2 separate regions of the Ovis aries genome follow, and region 2 is linked to region 1. A link is a contact called in public Hi-C data. All regions are on one chromosome and are shown on one strand. Each heading gives the region's core, a stretch centred on a gene start, on an enhancer-like site or on the middle of the called end of the contact. The rest is flanking DNA. Distances are from core to core; before and after follow the strand shown.

Evidence for each region. A called contact is a pair of places that touch in the nucleus more often than the background predicts.
Region 2: a Hi-C map of mixed tissues shows a contact between it and region 1, with 2.0 times the contacts expected there. The contact joins the enhancer-like site here to the promoter of PLEKHH1 in region 1. A contact is called at or near these places in 5 of 16 Hi-C or Micro-C datasets (liver, mixed tissues, muscle and 1 more).

What each region holds. Positions count from the first base shown.
Region 1 is chr7:77,468,736-77,476,675 of ARS-UI_Ramb_v3.0, reverse strand. It overlaps PLEKHH1 (pleckstrin homology, MyTH4 and FERM domain containing H1), which reads right to left and starts at 2,740. Exons shown (of 30, transcript XM_060418192.1): 1 at 2,658-2,740; 2 at 2,317-2,495.
Region 2 is chr7:77,506,975-77,514,914 of ARS-UI_Ramb_v3.0, reverse strand. PLEKHH1 (pleckstrin homology, MyTH4 and FERM domain containing H1) reads right to left here. Exons shown (of 30, transcript XM_060418192.1): 7 at 7,323-7,404; 8 at 6,448-7,190; 9 at 3,612-3,795; 10 at 3,005-3,096; 11 at 639-789; 12 at 326-468. Among named protein-coding and RNA genes, the nearest start is that of PIGH, 28 kb to the left of the region's middle. Within about 2 kb of position 3,459, at least 12 of the 54 cell types and tissues checked have an H3K27ac peak or open chromatin away from gene starts, as enhancers often do.

The sequences.
Region 1 (7,940 bases), core at 1,491-3,990:
AATCTGCCTGCAATGTGGGAGATCTGGGTTTGATCCCTGGGTCAGACAGATCCCCCGGAGAAGGAACTGGCAACCCACTTCAGTATTCTTGCCAGGAGAATCCCATGGACAGAGGAGCCTGGCAGGCTACAGTCCATGGGGTCTCAAAGAGTCAGACATGACTGAGCAATACACACACACACAGCCTCGTGGAGAGAAGATGGGAACAGTATGGAGCATTCCTCTGCAAGCGGAGTGACTTCTTCCTATAGCTGATGGCTTCTGGAGAGGGCAGAAGGGGTCCCAGAGGCATTTTCTCAGCTCACTTGTTAGTTTCAATGAGTAACCCAGCTCTGAACAGGACCCCTCAGCAGCCTGTGGAGAAGGAGGGTGGTGAACAGCGATGTAAATTCAGTTTAAGAGGCCTCCGTTTGAGTCCTGCCTCCTCCGCTTTTCAGTTATATGACCTTGGGCAAGTCACTGTTTTTCCGAGTCCTAGTTTCCTCCTTTATAAAACCGAGATAGTGATGTGCAGAAACACTTCATGTGGTGTTCTATAAAGAGTTAAGTGATGTTACCAAGACACAATGTCTGCAGCATAGAAGACAGTCCAAAAAGTTTAAGAAAGGAACAAATAACTTTTCCACTGAAATTGATATTAAAACGATCTTTAGCCATAAGTGTTAGCCAGAACTAAAGCTTTGTCCTGAAGTTTCATGAGGTGTATTCATAGTAAAAGTTTACTTGTCTCTTGGCAGGAACAGATCCAGAGCTTCCCTGGTGGCGCAATTGGTAAAGACTCTGCCTGCGAGGCAGGAGACTTCCCGCAACACTTAGGTTCCATCCCTGGGTGGGTAACGATCCTCCGGAGAAGGAAATGGCAACCCAATCCAGTTTTCTTGCCTGGGAAATCCTATGGACAGAGGAGCCTGGCAGGCTGCAGTCCACGGGGTCTCAAGAGTCGGACACGACTGAGGGACTAAACCACCAGGGACAGATCCAACAGAGCAGATCTACTCCCAAATGAGGGTCTTCATTGCGCCTGCCACCTCCATTAAGACCCCCTGCGCCCCGGTGACCGATTCCTCTCTAAGGCTCCTAGGACGCTAAGTTCCTGCTGTCATTTGGCACCCGACTGGTTTTCTCTGCTGGTTGGCTGACCTGCCTCCAAAAATCAAGCCTAATCCACCGGGACCCTAAGGGAACCACCCAGGAATCACAGAAGCAATAACCCGAGATGAGACCGGGAAAAAAGCAGGAGGACTTGAGAGCCTGCTCGAGCTCAGGCAACTCGGTGGAAAGCCTGCAGGTTCGCTCCGAGGGCCCTTCCCGGGAGCAACTGGATCGAGCCGGTCCCAAACTCCGGATCCTCTCCAGGAAGGCTACTCCTCGCCTGGCGGTGCCAGTTCCCGGAGCCCGACGCTCCGTTCCTAGCGCTCCTGGCTGCTAAGAGCTTGTTTCCAGGTAGGGAGGCACCTGCTCCGGAATCGCCCTCGGGCCAGAGGCAGCGGATCCTCTCTCAGTCTAACCAAACACCCTCCCCGGCCAGCGAACCCTCACTCCCACCCCCGCGCCCACCCCCATCTCTGCCCGCGGGGCTCCCTGGGGCCGCTCACCTCCAGCCAGATCCCGGGCGTCCCCGCCGCGCACCTGGCACACGGGCGCCCCTGGCACACGGGCGCCCCTGGCGCGCGTCCGCCGCTGACCTTGCGTCGATCTCGCCGGAGTCCGCCGCGGCCGCCGGGTCTCCGCTCCCCGGCAGCAGGGGTCGGCGTGGGCGGGGCGGGCCGAGCTGGCCCGGGAGGTTTGCCCGCCCGCTGGCTGCACAAAAGCCGAGCCGACCTCGCAGCGCCCCATTCAATACTCCGCCGCGCCCCCTCCCCGCCCGCTCCTTAAAGGCAGAGCGCCAGGCTGGGCTCCAGGGGCGGCTCGCGGAGAGGCACAGGAAATGACCTCAGCAGGCTCCAGCCTCCCACCTCTCGGCACCGCCGGGCTCGTCCCTGGGGCGGCGGGGACGGCGGTGGGGTCCCGCGGGCCGAGAGGTGTCCCGAGCTCCAGCCCCGAGCTCTCTGCAGAGGCCGAATCAGCAGCCACCTGGGGCGGCCGGGGCGCCCCAGCATCTCCTCAGCTCCCAACCAGCCTGAGACCCTCCCTGGATGGGGCGCAAGACCAGACCCTCCCCCGTTCCCCCTCAAAAGGAGGTTCCTGTATTGGTCGAACGACTTGCAGGAACCGTCACGCCTGGATATTTGGAGCAGAAATCCTTATTTCAAAGAGTCTGTCCCATTGGGAGACCAAAGTTCTGATACGTAATACGAAGGAAAAAACAAAACTCACCGCAGCCTAGAGGGTAACTTGCTTGCGTCCGTACGTCTGTATGTATGCATGCACGCATTATTTATTTTAAAGGAGCCGGCCGGCCGAGGAACCGGAAAGGCAAACAGGACGTCGCCGGCGCGGGCAGCTCTCCGTGCACCCTTGCAGCCCCTGCGCTCACCAGTACAATCCTAAATTACCTGCGGGGGGCGGGGGGTGGAGTACTCAGTTTTTAGTTAGGTGGATATGGGGTAAAGACGATGAATACGGAGAATATTGCAGGGAAGGATCCACGTTTCAGAACAGCTTTCTTCCCCAATCTGGCAGGCTCTCAGGCTAGTTCTGAACAGAGGCAGACTCACCAGTTTCTCCCCAGGGGCTTTGAAAGTTTCTTTCCAGGTGGTGGTGCCCCCCGGCTGCACCCCACGTTTGAATCTGAGTGTCTGGAGGTTAGGCTGGAAAGTTGTGCAGTTAATAAGGCCTCCAAGTAATTCTCATGCACAATTTTGAGAGCCCAGACTCTGTGGAAAGCTGACTCATGTAGTTCAGGAGGCCAAGGGCGAAAGTTCATCAGGGTTAATGGGACTTCATGAGCTTAAACATGGACTCATACCTCCTGAGGATTGGAATAGATCAACCCCAAACTGTGGGTAACTGGCCTCTGTCCCCTTCAAGACTGGAAATATTGCTAAGGAAGCCCCAAAACAAGTCCTGCGGAGTTTTCAAGGAGACTTATGCTCATTCATGCATGCGTTCACTCACTTTGAATAGGTAATCATTCACATAGTATAAATTTGAATTATTAATAATGCCGAAGGGCTAACAATGAATAGTAAGTCTCCTTCCTCCCCTGTCCCTTGTCCCCTAGTGTGTGTATGCCTGTGTGTGTGTGTGTGTGTGTGTGTGTGCACTCAGTCGTGTCTGACTCTTTGCAACTCCATGGACTGCAGCACACCAGGCTTCCCTGTCCTTCACCATTTCCCAGAGCTTGCTCAAACCCATGTCCATTGAGTCGATGATGCCATCCAACCATCTCATTCTCTGTTGTCCCCTTCTCCTCCTGCCTTCTGTCTTTCCCAGCATCAGGGTCTTTTCCAATGAGTTGGCTATGCACATCAGGTGGCCAAAGTATTGAAGCTTCAGATTTAGCCTCAGTCCTTCCAGTGAATATTCAGGATTGATTTCCTTTAGAATTAACTAGTTTGATCTCCTTTCAGTCCAGGGGACTCTCAAGAGTCTTCTGCAACACCACAGATCAAAAGCATCAATTCTTCAGCACTTAGCCTTCTTTATGGTCCCACTCTCATATCCATACATGATTACTGGAAAAGCCCATAGCTTTGACTATATGGGCCTTTGTCAGCAAAGTCCTGTCTCTGCTTTTTAATAGGCTGTCTAGGTTGGTCATAATTTTTCTTCCAGGAGCAAGTGTCTTTTAATTTCATGGCTACAGTCACTATCTGCAGTGATTTTGGAGCCCCCCCCCAAAACTCTGTCACTGTTTCCACTGTTTCTCCATCTATATGCCATGAAGTGATGGGACCAGATCCCATGATCTTAGTTTTCTGAATGTTGAGTTTTAAGCCAAGTTTTTCATTTTCTTCTTTTACTTTCATCAAAGGCTCTCCAGTTTCTCTTCGCTTTCTGCCATTAGGATGGTGTCATCTGAATATCTGAGGTTATTGATATTTCTCCTGGCAATCTTAATTCCCACTTGTGCTTCATCCAGCCTGGCATTTCACATGATGTACTCTGCATAGAAGTTAGATAAGCAGGGTGGCAATATACAACCTTGAAGCACTCCTTTTCCAACTTTGAACCAGTCTGTTGTTCCAGGTTCGGTTCTAACTATTGGTTATTATGATACATCACCGTAAAAAGATATTAGATAATTATTAACTATATTCATCACACTGTACATTTCATACTCATGACTCATTTATTTTGCAACTGGAAGTTTGTACTTCTTTATCTCCCTTACCTATTTCTTTCCTCTCCCCAGTCTCCTCCCTCTGATAACCACCTGTTTGTTCTCTGTACCTATAACTCTGTTTGTGTTTTGTGATGTTTGTTCATTTGCCTTACTTTTTAAATGGTTCCCTAGCATGCCTAATGATGGATATTTAGAACATTTCCAGTCTTTGGCTGTTATATACCTTGCTGCAGTGAATATCTCTATACCTATTTCTTGGTCTACATATGTGACTATCTTTACGGTTTAACACTTAGAAGTGGAATTGCAGGATGTAAACAAAATGTGAATTTTAAATTTCAACAGATGCTGCGCACTGCCCTCAAAGGAGACTGCACCAACCAACACTTCTGTCGATACATTTGAGTGCTCCTTTGTTCCCTCCCACCCACAATGATGAAGTGATTTATCACAAAGCACAAAGCTTTTAGGAAGGGAGGATGAAATGAGTTAAACACATGGACGATTTTAAAACGCTGCCAGCACACAGAAAGGCTCAATAAAAGTGTTAGATGACGGACCCCCAGCCACACTCCCCTGCAAGACCTCCCGTTCTTTGGGCTCTGTCTCAATCCCTGCTCTGTAAACTTGGGTGAGTTCTTTAGTCTCTCTGGGACTCAGTTTCCATATCTTTAATATGAGGATTGTAATGTCTCCCTCTGGAGTTGGTTTGAGGATTAAATCAGATATTAGAGTCACCTAAATTTTGAAATCCAATCATTGTTTGATAAGTGATGGCTATTTTTCTTCTCTTAGCTCTGCTCCCCCCTCAACATTTTATTATGAAAATTCCAAACCTAGAGAAGTTGTAAAAAGCAGTATATTAAACACCCATACACTCTGCACTTAGGCTTAACCAATTGTTAACACACTGCTTTCTTTACTTTCTCGCTCTCCGTGTGTGTGTGTGTGTGTGTGTGTGTGTGTGTGTGTGTATTTTCCATTGGAGACTTAGTTGTACACATCATGACCTTTTGTCCCTGGATACTTCAGGATATTCTTGCTAAGAACAAGCATGTTTTCCTAATATCATCACACTTAAAAAATTTAGCATCAACACAATACTATCATTGACTGAACAGGCCATAAATGTCCCCAATTGTCCCAATCTTAGCTCAGTTTTATAGCTCTTCTATTTACTGTTATTAATCCCTACCTAGTACTCCCCAGGGTGAATGGTTGCCTGGAGGAAGATGGGCCTGTCCCCTCCTCCACTGTAGGGGAAAAAGTGACTCCCACTGCCTTAGACCCTGGCGGGTAATCACTAACCAGGCCGGCAGGAATGCACACAGGGAGAGCCGTGTCCCATCTGATGCTACAGGTTGTCCCACCAGCCTTTGCTGCAATTGTGACCCCAGCCACCCCCATGCTAGCAGCCTGGAGAGGTCCTGCCCACTGTCCCCCAACTCTGGATGGGTTCCTCCACTGGCCCCCTCTTTGGTCCCTAATCATCAGAGACAGACTGTTCAGGCTTCAGTGAGGCTGGCTCCCCAGCGGCACCCTCAGCCATAGCTCCCGTGCCACACCTCCCCAAGGATGGATTCTTATGGACCTTCAGGGTAGCCTACGCCTAACTCAACTCTGAGATTCAGGGTTGGAATGTCTGAGACACTGTCTTTTTCCCACAAGTCTTTTTGTCTTAAAGCTCTTTCTGGGACTTCCTGAAGGTCCGGTGATTAAGACTTGGCCTTCCAATGCAGGGGGTTTGGGAGGGGAGCTGAGATCCTACATGTCTCTTGGCCAAAAAACCAAAACAGAAGCAATAATATAACAGGTTCAATAAAGACTTTAAAAATGGTCCGCATTGAAAATATTAAAAAAAAAAGAAAAGCACTTTTTATGTAGCCCTCCATGGACCGAGACAAAGTCAAACCATGGCTATGGCTGAATCAGTGGACAGTATCTGCTGATGCCTGTCCCTCTCTCCCACCCTTTCATTCATTCCTTCATTTGTCCATTTGTGGTAGCGGACTTTCAAGTTGTTCCAGGGAATCTATTAGCTGCCCAGCTACAAGCTTGGATAAACCATCTCCTTGCTTCCTGTCTCACTTTATCCTGTGCACGACTTAGCAGCTGAACGACAACAAAGTGGGGAAATTATTTCCTCTGCGCAGCTACCCTCTGGATCATGATATTTGAGAGCTGGAGGAAAAAGCTGGATTACGAGGGAGTCCCTATAGAAGAGGGGAACCTTAGAAAAACTGAGACAAAATAATAATAATAATAAGCTGCGTTGGGCCGGTGCCATTGTGGGAGAGGAAGGAGAGCAGGCAAGGCTGGATGGAGCTGAGAGAGAGGCTCTGAACTTCCAGACCCCCTGAAGGGTCCACAGAGAGAGGGTACCCTCCACACCCAAAGCTTGTTTCTGCTTGATGTTAGCTTATCAGTACAGGTGGCCTGACAGAACAGAGGAGGGGAGAAAGCCATCATGTACCTGGAGATGAAGGCTTAGCTGGGCCGCAGAAGCCGCAGGCCTCCTTTCAGCTTTCTGAGAGGAGGATGAGGCCTGGATAAGCACCCGCTGTGAACAGCTCTGAACCCATTTGGCCCTTTGGCGATAGTCAAGGTCTCCTGTTGGGTTGGGTAAAAAAGTTTGTTCAAGTGTTTCCGTATCATCTTACAGAAAACCTGAATGAACTTTTTGGCCAACCCAATATTTGCAGCCACTGGAAATGAGAGGTGCGTGTCCCCTTTCCATTACTTCCTGCAGGTGGGGCATTAAGTGTGACCAAGGCCAGAACCTACCAAATGTACAAACATTTATCGGCAAGCAGGTACCAAAAGCCCCACAACCTGCTTGACGGGACTTGGGGAGTTGGCCTGGCTTTGTTCTCACATGTCTGTCACACGAGGGCCTGGATCATCTTTCTGACTACCTCCATATTTCGAAAGCCACTCATCTTACCAGTGAGAGATTATTTCTAGCATCCCTCAAGCACATCCAGCCCGCTTGTGTCGTGTTTAGTAGCATTTGAAGTGTTTATGTAACTGTGCTGTAGAGTGCAGATTCCTTATTTGGGCTCTTAAGATTCTAACTGACCACTCTAGGGGTGAGAGGAGAGTCTGTTCATATACACACACCACAATGTTTAGACTGAGTTAAAGAAGAAATTCCTCCAGAGTCAATACAACAGCATCCCAGGCTGTGCCTGTTTCCCTGGGCAGCACTGTGGAAGGGAATGGGAACCTTGGAACCAGCCAGGCCACAGTTCGAGTCCCAGCTTCACTACCTATGTGCTGCTATAACCTTGGGATGATTGTTAAGCTTTCTGAGTTAATTTTTTATTTGTAAAATGGTGATGACGATTCTTGCAGCTTAGGCTTTTTGAGAGGGTTCAGTGAGATAGTACACGTCTGGAACTTAGCAAGTGCTGTCTAAAGGATAGCTTTTATTATGCATTCTTGAACAAATATTTGCTGGAGGTCTAATGTTTACTAGTACCCTCCAACATCCCTCCCCTACTAGGTCCAGAAGTGTTATCTGCTTCCAAAGAATTCTTTTTGTTGTAAGATTGCAGCACAGTAGTTAAGCAAGATAGCTTGAGAGACAGCAATAACTCTAGGAGAACTGGTGAAATGCTTGACAGTTTGTCCTCCCCGTGTCCTGGGCCTTCCAGAGACCTCACTTCCCAACCCCACTTGTTTTCTCTGAGCAGGGTTCTGCACTCCAAAG
Region 2 (7,940 bases), core at 2,210-4,709, 38 kb before region 1:
CGGCACACTAAGCACTCAATAAATACATTGTTAGCGCTCAGCATCCCCGGTCAGCGTGGTGCTAAAGAGGCAACATGTGTAAACTCCTCCTGCCCCACTGGGCCCCCTGGGCTATAGTGATGGGGTCTGAGTGCACCTGACCTCCTAACTGCATACCCCCGCCTACTCCCCAAGGCCTCACATCATCAGTGGCAGCCCCCAGGCCTCGCTGTCCCTTTGCCAGTCCCAGGGACCCCACAGCTGCTGCCTGGGTCTCGTGCTGGCGGTCCGCTCCCACCCAGCCCTGCCTCGGCCCCGTGGGGTGGGAGCACAGCTCCCAGCTCACCCCGCCTGGGCCCAGCCCGTCGGTGGAATAGGATGAGGTGCGCTGCAGTTTGTGCTCAGGCTCAGAGTAGTCACTGTCCAAGGAGCAGGCATCTGGGGGAATGGCGTAGTCACCCTCGGAGCTCAGTGAGGACATGGAGACGCCTGTCCAAGGGAAGAGGAGTCCAGGCCTGGGTCCACACCCTCCCGGCTAGCCCAGCCCAGGAACTGCAGGGCCTTCCTCACCCACCAAGGACCCTCAAGTAGGACCCCCCATGGGAGGAGAGGACATGCCCGCCATTGTTTCATACCCCTCCCACCCCCCTCCTCCCTACCTCTCTTGATGGCCCGGGGGCTGCCCAGTCCACTGGTCTTCCTGGACTCAGAGCAGGGGACTGAAGTTCGGAAGCTCGCCTGGGAGCTGCAGTCATCATCGGACCCAGAGGACTCATCCACAAAGGGCACTGTGCTGATCTGCGTGGCTTTCTGCAAGACAGGCCCCCTTCCCACTGCAGCTCCTGCCGCAAAGCAAGCCCCCACCCACCTGCACTTTCACTCCAGCTCCATGTGCCCCGGGTGTGGCCAACACAGCCTGTCTAGCGCATGGGGACGCCTCCATCCAGCTGGGACACCCAAAAGACAACTGTCCCCTCCCGACCTGATCACCTTGCCCCTGCATCCTCACCTCCATGCTTCTCTCTCCCCCACACACCACGTGATCCCCAGGGGAGCTGCTCCACTGGGGCTGAACACCTGGCCGCTGGGACCCTTGCTCCCTGCCACTAGGGGGCCAGAACACCACACCAATGGCCAAAGGTGAGACCGGAGCTTTAAAAGTGGGTGGGGATGACAAATCCAGAGATCATGGTAAAAAATTTAAAAGACCAATTACTTCAATGTTGGGGCAACTGTGCGGAAAAGGATACTCTCTATAGTGTGATAAAATCTTTTTAGAAGGTTATTTGGCACTACCTCTCAAAATTTAAAACATACATATTATCTACCCATAAATTCCACCTCTAGAACTAGGTCCTACAGAAATATGTATATATAAGGGCACAGAGAAGTATCTGCAAGATGATGTTAATCGCCAACATTGATTTTAGAGAAAGATAGAGATGACCCACACTGTGAATCAGGAAAGGACAAGTTAAAGTCATTATGGGGCATCTATACCAGGGATATTGGACAGCCCTAAAAAGGGAGGCAGAGCTGTGCTGCCTGTGGAGGCGGGGCCGGGAGACCTGACACGTGGCTGGGTGCAAAAGCAACAGGCAGACTGACATGTACGATGTCATCCTCTGTGTGTGTGCATCTAAGAGAGGGACAGAAAATTTGTAAATGTGTCAGAGGGCATTACAGAATAAACACCAAACCATCAGTGATAGTTGCCTCTAGGGTTAGGAATAAGGGAAAAGCAATGTAAGAGGAAATTTCACTTTGGGCTTTTTATCCTTCTACAAACAAGTTTTACAAAGTACTACTGTTATGATCTCAGAAAACAGTAACAAAAGCAGACCAAAAAGTATATGAAAACATCATGTTGCAGCAATATCTGATTTTTGTTAAAAATATATATAGAGAGAAGGACTTCCCTGATGGGCCAGTGGTTAAGAATCCATCTTACAATGCAGGTGATGTGAGTTTGATCCCTGGTCAGGGAACTAAGATTCCACTTGCTGTGGAGTAACTGAGTCTACGTGCCACAATGAAAGCTGCCACACGATGCAGCAAAAATTCCATGTGCTGTAACTAAGACCCGAGGCAGCCAAATAAATAAATGTTTTTTTTTTTTTTAATGTAGAAAAGTTATGGGAGTATATATGGGAATACATGTTTGAACACATAAAAAGTTCAGGATGGAATATCCCACTGGTCTCTGGGACAGATGTGTGAAAAGATGAGAAGAGGTGGAGCAGGCATTGGGTTAACCTCTAACTTTTTACTTTGCCCTCCATCATAATGATTCACACTTTCGTAAATGTAGAATTTTTCTAATAAAAACCTAATAAAGATATTTCTGTGCACCAGGAACTCATATAGTGTTGTAGGGGAACTGGATGAAGGTGTGTAGCATAATAGTTTGACTTACATACATCATGAAATGGTTACAACAATAAGCTTAAAAAACATCCATTATCTCATATAGATATAAAATTTAAGAAACAGAAAAAAAACCTTTCCCTTGTGATAAATGACTCTTGGGATTTACTCTTTTGTGTATTAGCATATAACACTGTAAATTATATTTATCATATTGTGCATTACATACTTAGTTCTTATAACTAGAAGTTTATACCTTTGATCACCTTCATCCAATTCCCCCACTTGAGTAACCACAAGTCTGATCTCTTTTTTACTATGAGTTTGTTTTTGAAGTATAATTGACCTACAACACTATATTATATGAGTTCCTGGTGCACAGCAATACCTTTATTAGGTTTCCATTACCTCAATAAAATTGGAAGAAAAATTAAAAATAGGTTTTAAAAAATCTAAGAAAGATAAATAAAATGATATATGGTGGGGGTGGGGGAGTGGAGCAGGCACTGAGCTGCCTGCCCAGAGTTACATGTGTGTTCAGAGGCCTGACCCTAGAGCTTGACTCCAGCCACCCCCTGCAGATATGGGTGGTGGTCAGGAGGTGAAGGGAAGGCCTTTCTGGAGGAGGACAATCCCTCTTCCAACAGCGGCTTCTTACCCCCTTCAGGGCTGTGTAGACAGGCACGGTGACATTCTTGTAGACAAGGCCAGAGAATGGCCCAGGTGATGCCAGGGCAGGAGGGCTTGAAGCTGGAGGGGCAGGAGAGAGGAATGAGATTCACTCCGGTGACATAACCCAGGAAGGGGTGGGAGGGAGGCAGAGACCTGAGCGGCGTCAGGAGGAGAGAGAGCCGCATAGACAGCATTCCCTGAAACAAACAGCACTCTAGACAGACCGGAAAGACCGGTGACAGATAGCAGGATGAGGGCCAAGGTCTTCCTCAGTCCCACTCTTGCCAAGGTGAGTTACACGCCATGTGACTACGCGGCGCTCGCATCACTGTGGGGTCGCTGTGGCGGGTGACTCCGGAGCCACACACAGCAAGGAAGGCGGCTCCTTCCGCCCACAGTCCCTGCACTGCGGCAGGGAAGGCCAGCGCAGGTGGATGGCTGCTGGAGGCCCCGCCTCCAAAACCCCTTCCATCTCTGTAATTGGCTACAACTCCGTTCACGCCCACTCCCACCCTACACTTGAAGAGCAGAACCCTGCAGCTTCCTTCTCCCTCCAAGGGAGCCCTGGCCACATGCTTTCACCTGAACCTCACCTGTTGTGGGAAGGAATGGGCTGCAGGTGACCTGGCCTGGGCGTAGTTCAGAGTCCTCTCCGCGTATGCCCACCCTGCCCGCCACAGGAGCCACTTGGGACTCACCGCAGCTGGTGGCATTACTTCTGACAGGCACTTCAGACAGCCGCATGCCGGACGTGGCCACAGCGTAGATCCGGCTCTCCTGGAACACGGCGGTGGCAGGGGGTCAGGGGCCCCGCACCCCACCCACTCCTGTGCCCATCCCGGCCCTTGCCTTTGGAGGCGGGCAGACCTGGGTCCACATTCACGCTTAGCCTCCAAGGGTAGGGGTGGGGGGATCTGGGGCAAGTTAACATCATTTCTGGACCTCACTTTCCTCGGCTCTAAATGTGGGCTTCCCTGGTGGCTCAGTTGGTAAAGAATCTGCCTGCAATGCAGGAGACCCAGGTTCGATCCCTGGGTCAAGAAGACTCCCTGGAGAAGGAAATGGCAACCCACTCCAGTATTCTTGCCTGGGAAATCCCTATGAACAGAGGAGCCTGGCGGGCTATGGTCCATGGGGTCACAAGAGTTGGACACGATTTAGTGACTAAAACCAACCAACCAAAATGGGCGTAATAAATAATACCTTTCAGGCTGTTGTGACAATCAGATAAAATTATCAACAAAAACATCTAATACCTAGAATACAGCCAGGGCCCATCAGGTGATATTTATTCCCTCCCTCGCTCGGCCCTTCCCCTTGGGGCAAGAAGTTCAGGAGGAGAGGGGACCAGGACCTGCTTCTCTGCATCTTAGCACTCTAGAAGTGGGGGCACTGACAATGAGGAGGTGAGAGTCCCAGGGCAAGGACGTGCCCTTTTGTAAGCCAGTTAGAAAACTGAGACATCTTTTTTCCCTACAGCAACAATGTCAAATCATGGTACAGAAGACAACAGGAATGCCCACCCCAACTCTTCCCTTGCCCCTCAGGGTTCCCTGCTTCTGAAGCAGGCCTACAGGCCTGGGGAGCTTTCCTTAGGGTCCAGATCCCTCCCAAACAACCCAGAAGTCCCACTTATCCTTTTCCATATCTCTTTTCCACTCAAGGTAAAGGGAAAACAAAGGCCCCTTCAGGTGACATGTGAGGCACAGGGACTGGGAAAGTTGTTGGCCTGGTTCTTGGGGTTGGGGTGGGAAGCGGGACGGATGCTACATCAAGGCCACTCCAGAGAGGAGTGGCAGTGCTGGGGCACATGCAGGAGGGAGGAATGGGCTGGCAAGGGCTGGGATGAGAGCCTGCGGTGCCTGCAAGCAAGGGAAGGGAAGTGATGGGCAGCAAGAAGGGATTACGGGGCGGGGGTGGCACTGGGCTGGGGCAGGGAATTCTCTGCTTATGTAGGGCAGATAAATTGGGTCCAAGTGGTAAAATCAGGGCTAAAAAAGATTATTCCTGCCAGTAGTGGTTGTGGAATTCAACTACAGATAGGCCTCTGACTTCACAGACAGAAAGTGAAACTTGTGGGATTTAGGTTAAACAAATGCAAGAGTGTTTCACAGAAGGTTACCTGATATCTAACTCAGACTTCCCAGATGGCACTAGTGGTAAAGAACCCGCCTGCCAATGCAGGAGACACAGAAGACGTGGGTTTGATTCCTGGGTCAGGAAGATCACCTGGAGAAGCAGATAGCAACCCACTCCAGTATTACTGCCTGGAGAATCCCATGGACAGAGGAGCCTGGTGGGCTACAGTCCATGGGGTGGCAAAGAGTGGGACACGACTGAACCAACTGAGCACATAGCACACAATGGCTAACTCACAAGGTTATTTTACAGACTATCAGAAAAAGGAACTCTAAATCAGCAAATAAGTCCATCTGACTCCCTCAGATTAAGAAACGGCCTTCTCCCAATTTTCAGTCTCAATTTTTCCCCTGTGGTTACTGCCCAGCTGGTCCCACCCAAGAACAGACGTTGGGTTTTATGGCCATTATGGTTCCCTAAAGTGACAAGAGTGATCCTGTCTCACGGATGGAAGGAGCTGGGCCCTCTTGCCAAATGCTCCCTGACTGCCCACCTCTGCTTTAGGACTCCAAAGCATCTGGATTTACAAGAGAGCAGTGAATAAGAGGAGGAATGGTTCTGGTGGTATTCTAACCTCCCATGGCCCCTGCCCTGTTTCCAACAACCTCTCCCCTTGCTGTGAGCCACTGCTGCAACTACTCATCAAATACACATTAACACACTTAATCCTCAGGGCAACCCTGGAAAGCAGGTACTGTTGCTGCTGCTAAGTCGTGTCAGTTGTGTCCAACTCTGTGCGACCCCATAGACGGAAGCCCACCAGATTCCCCATCCCTGGGAGTCTCCAAGCAAGAACACTGGAGTGGGTTGCCATTTCCTTCCCCAATCTATGACAGTGAAATGTGAAAGGGAAGGCGCTCAGTTGTGTCCGACTCTTCGCAACCCCATGGACTGCAGCCTACCAGGCTCCTCCGACCATGGAATTTTCCAGGCAAGAGTACTGGAGTGGGGTGCCACTTAAGCAGGTACTACGATCCCCATTTTACAGAAAGGGGAATTGAGGCACAGAGGTTCAGCAGCTCATGCTAACTCACAGAGCTAGTGATTCAATCCTTATTTGATCCTAGGTGCTCTTAGCCACCACACCGCACCTCCTTGGAGAGGCACAAAGATTACACGAGAAAACAGGCACGCAGCTTGGCTGTGGCCCAAGCTCAGGAAACAGCTGGCCACCATCTGATCATCAGAAATCTTTGCTCCACCCCTTGTGGGTGGGGTGGTCTGGGCACCAAAAAAGTGGTCATATCATCAGCCAGGCCCCTCTGTCCTGTCCCTGAGGGAGCTTCTTACCCAGGATGGAAAGCGGTGCAAGGGGGGTGTGGGTGGTTTGTTCTCCAAATCCACTTCCTCCAGCTCTGTTCCTTGGGCCTCCTTCTTCCCCATGGGGGGTTGCTCCTCCATCTCCATCTTCTCTGGTTCCTCCCGGGGCTCGGCTCTGACCACCCCCTTGGGAAGGCTGGAGGGGTGGAAGGCTGAGAGGGTCCCCACTTCAATGCGAACCACATGGCTGAAGTGCCCAGGGCCTGCCTGAGGCTGGCTGTGGTGCCGCTTGGCCAGCTGGATGCTGTCCCGGAGGGTGCTGGGAGCCCGGGCCTTTGGCAGGGTCAGGCTGCAGCCGGGGCCGCCTTCCTTGGCAGAAGTCTTCGTCCGAGGGAGCGTCCCTCCCTGAGCAGTGACCAGGCGCTCACCCCAGGAGGCCAGACCATGCCTGGGGGTGCGAGGCCTCAGGCACAGCTGGCCAGGAGAGCCCTGTCTTCCCGGATGAAGTGGAAGGGTCTTGGCCTCTGATGTTGCTCCAGGGTGGACTGTCCGGGAACTAGAATCCTCCACGGGGCTTCCTGCTTTAGGAACAGAGTCTTTGCTCTGCAGGGCACCTGGAAAAGGTGCAGGGATAGCTGCCTTCAGGGCACCCTGGGCCGGAGGACCACTGTCCTGCCCCACTGGCTGGGCTCCTGGTCCTGAAGGGACAGACTCCCGCTCTGTGGTTCCCTGGGGGGCCACCAGCAGCTTCCCCGAAGGTGACATCTGAAGAGCTGTGGTTGGGGCAAATATAGGCATATTAAGAGCTTCCCCAATTCAGCCACTACCCACCACATATACAAGCACCCCCACCCCCTCCACACACACCCCACTCCCCCAGTCCCCGCACAGGCTGGCCCACTTACCTTCCAGTGCACATTGAAGAGCTCCCACCTGCTCCACCAGGTGCTGATTACAGCTTTTCAGGTGCTGATTCTCCATCTCAAGCTAAAGAAAAATGAAGATTTAGAATACTCAAGCCTATAGGTTTAGACAAATAATTTAAAACGAGATTAAAATCCTTCTCAAAGATCAAATCCTCAAAAAAGAACCCATGGTGCCCTTAACTCAATCCACTGATGACTCTTCTGGGAGCCCTGACCTCCGCCTTCCCCTCTGGGCTCCCTGGTTTTGGTTGGGACAAGATTCCATTCGGGAGCCCTCGGGCTTTCTTTTCTAGGTTGTTTTAACTTTTCCAAAAAATGGTGAAATATAACACAAAAAATGCATTCCACACCAATGAATATCTTAACAAATGATTGTGAAATGAACAGTCATGTGACCGCCACACAGGTTAAGAGAGAGGAATCTGCCAGCACCGCAGGCAACCGAGACTCATCCCTCCCTAGTCACACCATCCTCCCTGCCCACCGAGGAGACAAGTCTTCCGAGTCTCTAAGACTCATTTCCTTGCTTTCTGCATTTTACCGTCTAAGTCTGCATCCCTACGCACATTCATGCAGTTGTGCCCATTAGAAATTTAT